Linked DNA regions of Dromaius novaehollandiae: region 1 is linked to region 2. Evidence: chromatin contacts called from public Hi-C data. All regions are on one chromosome and are shown on one strand. The core of a region is the stretch at or near the end of the contact, and the rest is flanking DNA. Distances in the headings are between cores, read along the strand shown. Region 1 holds the start of SH3PXD2B (SH3 and PX domains 2B). Region 2 holds the start of NEURL1B (neuralized E3 ubiquitin protein ligase 1B).

Region 1 (2,721 bases), core at 101-2,600, 240 kb before region 2:
ATGTGCAGCTGATCTGCAAGGAAGGCAGCCCTGCGGACCACACTTGGGAACACCAGCAAGTGCTGGGGAGGAGGGTCAGCAGTGGCGTGGTGTCCCCTTTGGACAACTGAGTGTCCTCCCTAGAGTCACCTCCTCTGCAGGAGTGCAGTGGTTTCGTTCTTTGCTGAGGGGAAGTAGGATGAAGATGAGCCCTATAGGAGGGCAATGGGGGCAATAAAGCCTTGGCAATCTGCCTGTGCCTTCACAAAACAGAGTGCTCTTCTCTGGAGCGGTTGTAGCAAAGTTAGCAGTATAAAAAGGAGCCACATTTAAGGAGCTGCCAAGGAGTGAGATGAGTTGTTTATGATTAAATTAAATTCATATGAAAGCTAATGCCCTGCTAGTGCTAGTCTTGGGTAACTTTATAATGTAATTAAAAGCCCAACAGGGAAGAGAGCTGTGGTTATGCCACGTGTTAAGGAGCTGCTGGGAACACAGAGGCCGTGGGTGGTGCTGATGCAGAGAAGCTCCAGGTCACTACTGCCTTGTCTCCGCTGCCACATGAAAGGCAGTGGTGGGGACAGCGCAAGGCATGAGGGCATGGGCCACTCGTGAGGGAGGGGATGGGGTGCTGGTGGCTGAGCTACCAACTTTGAGCAGTGCTTGAGCTGTCTCAGGTAAGGCGGTTATGATGTTCTGAACATACCATGAAGCCATCACACCCTCCTTTTTCTAGTCACTCAGTTTTCCATATCCTTTAGAGATGCTGCTGTTGGTGACCAAGTTAGCAAAGCCTTGGGCTAAAACTAACGGCAGATGCCATGAGAGAAGAGCAGGGTCAAAAAATCAAAACCTGCTCATGGAACTGAGCACAGGCCCACCATGCCAAGCAAGACACGGGTCCCTGCAAGGCACCCTGGACTCTCACCCCGCCCCAGCAGCCACCTCAGCCGCAGGAAAGACAAGCTGTGTCCTCCAAGAGCCCTCCCGGGAGAAACAGCCGAGTTGCCAGCCAGTCTCGCACTCCGGCATCAGCTCCGGGCGCTGCTTTTCAGGGTGTCTCATAAAAGAGGGCCGTGGTGGCCGCAGGGAGCCCGTGCTGCCCCACTCGGTGTTTCCGACGCGCGTGGTTTCTAAGCACCCCAGCTCCCGGAGGGACGCGGTCGTGGGGACAGCGGCAGCGGACGGGTGACCGTGGCGAGCCACAGCTGGGAGCCGCAGGTGTCACGGCGTCAAGCAGGCAGCGCAGCTCGTCCCCGCTCGGTTTCGGGGCGGGGGGTGAGAAGGCGCCCAGCCCACGCGCACCCGGCCGCGCGAGGGGACTCCGCGCGTGGGGGGCGGCGCCGGCGGCTCCTTTAAGCGCGCGGCGGCAGGGCCGCCCCAGCGGTCGGGATAGGCCGGGCCGGGCCGGGGCCGCCCCTCGCCCTGGGCGGGCGGCGCTGCGCGGCGCGGCGCTGCAGGCTCCGCGTCCCGGCTGCGTGCGCCAGTGCCTCCCCCAGCGCCGCCGCTGCCCGCCGCTTCGCTGCTGGCGCCGGGCTGCGGAGGGCAGAGGCATGCCCAGGAGGAGCATCGCGGAGGTGAAGGTGCTGGACGTGCAGAAGCGGCGCATCCCCAACAAGCACTATGTGAGTGGCGCGGCCGGGCGGCGCTGGGCGCTGCGCTCCGCCGCGCCCGGCCCGGCCCTGGGCAAACAAAGGCCGGGCGCTGCGGGCGGCGGGGGCCGGCTCCCCGCGGGCGCCGGGCTGGCGAGGGGCCGGGGGCCGGGGGAGGTGAGCGGGGGGCCGCGGCCCCACCTGCCCGCGGGCGGAGCGCAGCGCCGCGTCCCCGCTCCGCGCCCCCCGCAGGGGCGGCCCGGGCACCCCCGGCCCCGGCGGCGGGGTGCGCCGCGCCCCTCCGGCCCCCAGCGCGGCGGGGAGCGCGGAGCTGGGCGGCGCCGCAGGAGGTGCCGCGCCCGGGCAGCCCCGTGCGGGGGTCGCCCTGCCAGCGGCCGTCGGAGGGGTCCGAGGGGGCACCCTGGGGACCGTCCCTCGGGCCCCCAGAAGGTGCCTCTGCTGTTATGTCAGGGCGAGGGAGCTCGGAGACCTGTTGGCTGCGGAGTGCTGGAGTAAGGGACGCCCCAGCTCCTTGCTATCGCGACTGGGACAGTCCCCGTCTTAAAGCCTCCCGCACCGTTTTATGTCTCTGCGTTGCATGGGAAATGCTTTCCTTCCTATTCCGAGGCATCTTCTGAACGCTTGTAACTTGTGTACCGTGATGGTTTTTTTCTTGTTATTTTTATTTTACACTTTGGTGCGTTCCCAGGCATCCACGGAGACCTTGTGGGTGAATCCTGGCAAATCCTGAAAAAAAACCTGGAACAAAGCTCAAAGTGTTCTACCCATCCTGCTCACCTGGGACCGGGATGATCCGGGGACACGCCGCCAGTGCCGCGCTTGGGTTGAGCGGATGCGTGGGGCTGGCTGAGGTGGGCACTGTGGGTGCTTCGAAGGACAGCGACTTCCCCGGGTCACCCGTCTGGTTTGTGGCAGTGAGCAACAGCAAGAGGAGAAGGGGACAGGCCAGCTCCGGCTTTAGCAGAGGGTAGCAGGCTTTACCCCTGCTCCCGTCCGGCGAGCGCTGCCCTGTGGGTGCAGTCACCCAGCCCCTGTCACTCTGCTGTCCTCTCCCACCCTACTTGCAGCTGTATCAGGCTCTGGCTCAGCCTGGCCCCGTCTCCAGCTTGGCCCCTTCTGCCGGCCATCT
Region 2 (2,784 bases), core at 241-2,740:
AATTCTTTCCTTTCTTTTCTTCTTCTGCCTACTGCCTGAAACTGCCTATTTCTTGGAGTGGGAAGTATTTACTGCAGATTTAGAGGTCTTAACAGCCTGCTCTGCACTGCCTCTATGCTCCCTTTTCTTTTGCAGTAGGTGGCACTTGGTATCAGTGCAAACACGCTTAAGGTGGGAGAGCTGGATCTCTGCAAATGCATTTGCCACCTACCTGAGAGGAGGGCAACACAGCCCCGCTCTCCAGAGGTCCCTGGCACAAGCCCCAGAGGGACCCATCTCTCCTCCCCTCCCTCAATACCACACAGACCTGGATGTGAAGCTCAGACGAGCAGGTAGCAATGCAGTTTTACAAATTGCCCTGCTGCACATCACACTACAGATCTCATGACAATGTTGTGATTTAATTAAAATGCATATTTCTAGCAGCAAAAAGTCTGGTTTGTTTTTCTCCGGAGGGGGAGAAAATACTAACTAAATAATTAAAAGTTTTTAAAGGTTGTCAAATAAGACTAGGCTATGAATACCAACAAATTTGCTAAAGTTTTTAACATTTCCATCAAAAGCCAGGAACGAAGCATTACAACACTTCATTCAAAAATGAACCTGCAACAGGTAACATGCACTGGCTCAGCTCTGCACGAGGCTACCTGAAACACAGCATGTGGATCCTGAAGGCCTGAGGCCGAGGAGGGGTTAACGAGAAACAAGTTCAGCCTTGCCAAAATTTGCTACTAAATAATAACAATGACAATGCTTCATGCTAGCTTACACGTTACCCAAGACTTTTCTTATTCCCACACAGGATTATTTGTATTACGGAGCTGGCATCTCGTACCGGTTGGCTGAGTTCAGTTATGAGCTCCCTTCAAATCCAGCCAACCAGGCTGCTTTCGGTTGGCCTTTTTGGACGCGCGCACGCGAGAGGCATAAAAGGCAACAAGAACCCGATACCGCAGGGACAGCACGAAGCGATTTGTTTTCCCAGGTTTGTTTTAGCAGCTGGCGAGCTGGGATTGGCAGGCCATTTTGGAGCGAAGGACTTTGAATTACAGAGGGTGGATTTGGCAGGACCGTTTCCAGGGCAGTAACTGCAGGGGACAAAAGTATGGTATTGCCACAATCCCAGCTGGGGAGGGGAAGGGAATAAATATAAAAATAAAAAAAAACAAAACAAAATAAAATAAAATAAAGGAAAAAAAAGCCAAACGCGATGGGGATGCCCAGCCGGGCCATCAGCACAGCGCAGCAAAGGGGCTCAGCGCACCGACACCTGCCTCCCAGTGCACCCACAGCTCACCGGGCGCAGCGGGGGCGCTTCCCCGCCAGCCCCACGCGTGTCACACCCCCAGCGCACTCACCGGGGCCGGCGGCGCCGCGCGGGACGGACTCGACGTTCCCCATGGCCGGGCGGAGTGGAGCGGAGCGGGGCGCAGAGCAGCGGGACGGGACGAGGCGGGCGGACAACACCGCGCTCCCGCCGCCGGTTCGAAACCGCCGCCCGCCCCGCCCGCTGCGGCGGCCGCCAACCGGCGGCGGCGGCGGGCGGGGCCCGCCGGCGGCCCGACCCGGCTGTAGCAGGGAACGGGCTGCCCGTGGCCGCGGGGTCTTGGGGCCCTGCGAGCCGCTTGCTGCGGAGGGGCCTTTCCAGCACCTCCCCGAAAAGTCGGGCTGTGGCGGCTGCGGCGGCGGGCGCTGCCGTGGCATCAGCCGTCCACGCCATGCACACCTGTCAGGCTGCAAAGGGGCGCATCTGCACCCTGGCACCCATGCCAGTCTGTAAAGGGAGGCATCTGCACCCTCGCACCCGTGCCAGTCTGTAAAAGGAGGCATCTGCACCCTCGCACCCGTGCCAGTCTGTCAAGGGAGATATCTGTGCTGTGGCACCCGTGTCAGCCTGTAAAAGGAGGCATCTGCAGCCTTGCACCCATGGCAGCCTGTAAAGGCCAGATGTCTGTGCTCGTGCACCCATGTCAACCTCTAAAAGCAGTTGTGTGTACCCGCGCCAGGCTATAAAGGCCAGGCGTCTGCACCCCTGCACCCACCTCAATCTACAAAGGCCGTTTCCCTGCAGCCACACAGCCACACCGATGTGAGGGCCAGGCGTCTGCACCGGTGCAACCATGCTACCCTGTAAAGCCACTTGTCTGCACCTCTGCCAACCCAGTGGTAGTGTCACATGCCTTGAGACTTTGCATTAACAGACTCCAGGCATAAGACAACAGGAAGGGCTTCTCCACGGTCCCTACAAACTGTTGATAAAAGTAATATATTAAAATTGCTTCCCATTCTGAAAAGACTTTAAAAACCCACAGTTCTAGTCCAGACCAGTAGTCCACCTGCAGCAATCTGCCTCAGTGTGCAGCTGTGCTCTGAAGCACCACTGCTTCTGGGAAAGGTCCACAAGCAGAAAAAGGCAACTATCGCATGTCAGAATGGAGATTTCTCCCTCATCTCAGACTGTACATGGTCCTCTTGTGCCTCAAGGGTGCCAGATTTATAATAGAGATGAGTGCCACTGACTCGGGACACTCGGTGCCCATTGCCTCATTTGCTCTTAAGTTTTGCAGGGAACTGATGTGGGTTTCAGAAGCAGTAAATGAGCAAAACAGAAGGGTTGAGATTCCTGAGTGATTCTACAGTAAAAAGCAGCCCAGTTACCCCAGGAATAACTGAGAGAACGAAGGAAAAAGACAGTAAGGAGGCCAGCGTTTATCCCAGAGCCAATTTCCTCTTCTACAGCTGCACTCAGAACTTTATTTCTGAATGCCAGCAGCTTTGCGTTGC

What was found. Hi-C and Micro-C count contacts between places; a contact is called where the count stands out from the background.
Region 1: a contact with region 2 is called in a Hi-C map of ovary, with 3 times the contacts expected there. The contact joins the promoter of SH3PXD2B here to the promoter of NEURL1B in region 2. A contact is called at or near these places in 3 of 4 Hi-C or Micro-C datasets (brain, liver and ovary).

What each region holds. Positions count from the first base shown.
Region 1 is chr15:16,035,445-16,038,165 of bDroNov1.hap1, reverse strand. SH3PXD2B (SH3 and PX domains 2B) reads left to right here and starts at 1,350. Exons shown (of 14, transcript XM_064521026.1): 1 at 1,350-1,604. The coding sequence starts at 1,533.
Region 2 is chr15:15,790,879-15,793,662 of bDroNov1.hap1, reverse strand. It overlaps NEURL1B (neuralized E3 ubiquitin protein ligase 1B), which reads right to left and starts at 1,490. Exons shown (of 5, transcript XM_026122697.2): 1 at 1,359-1,490. The coding sequence starts at 1,401.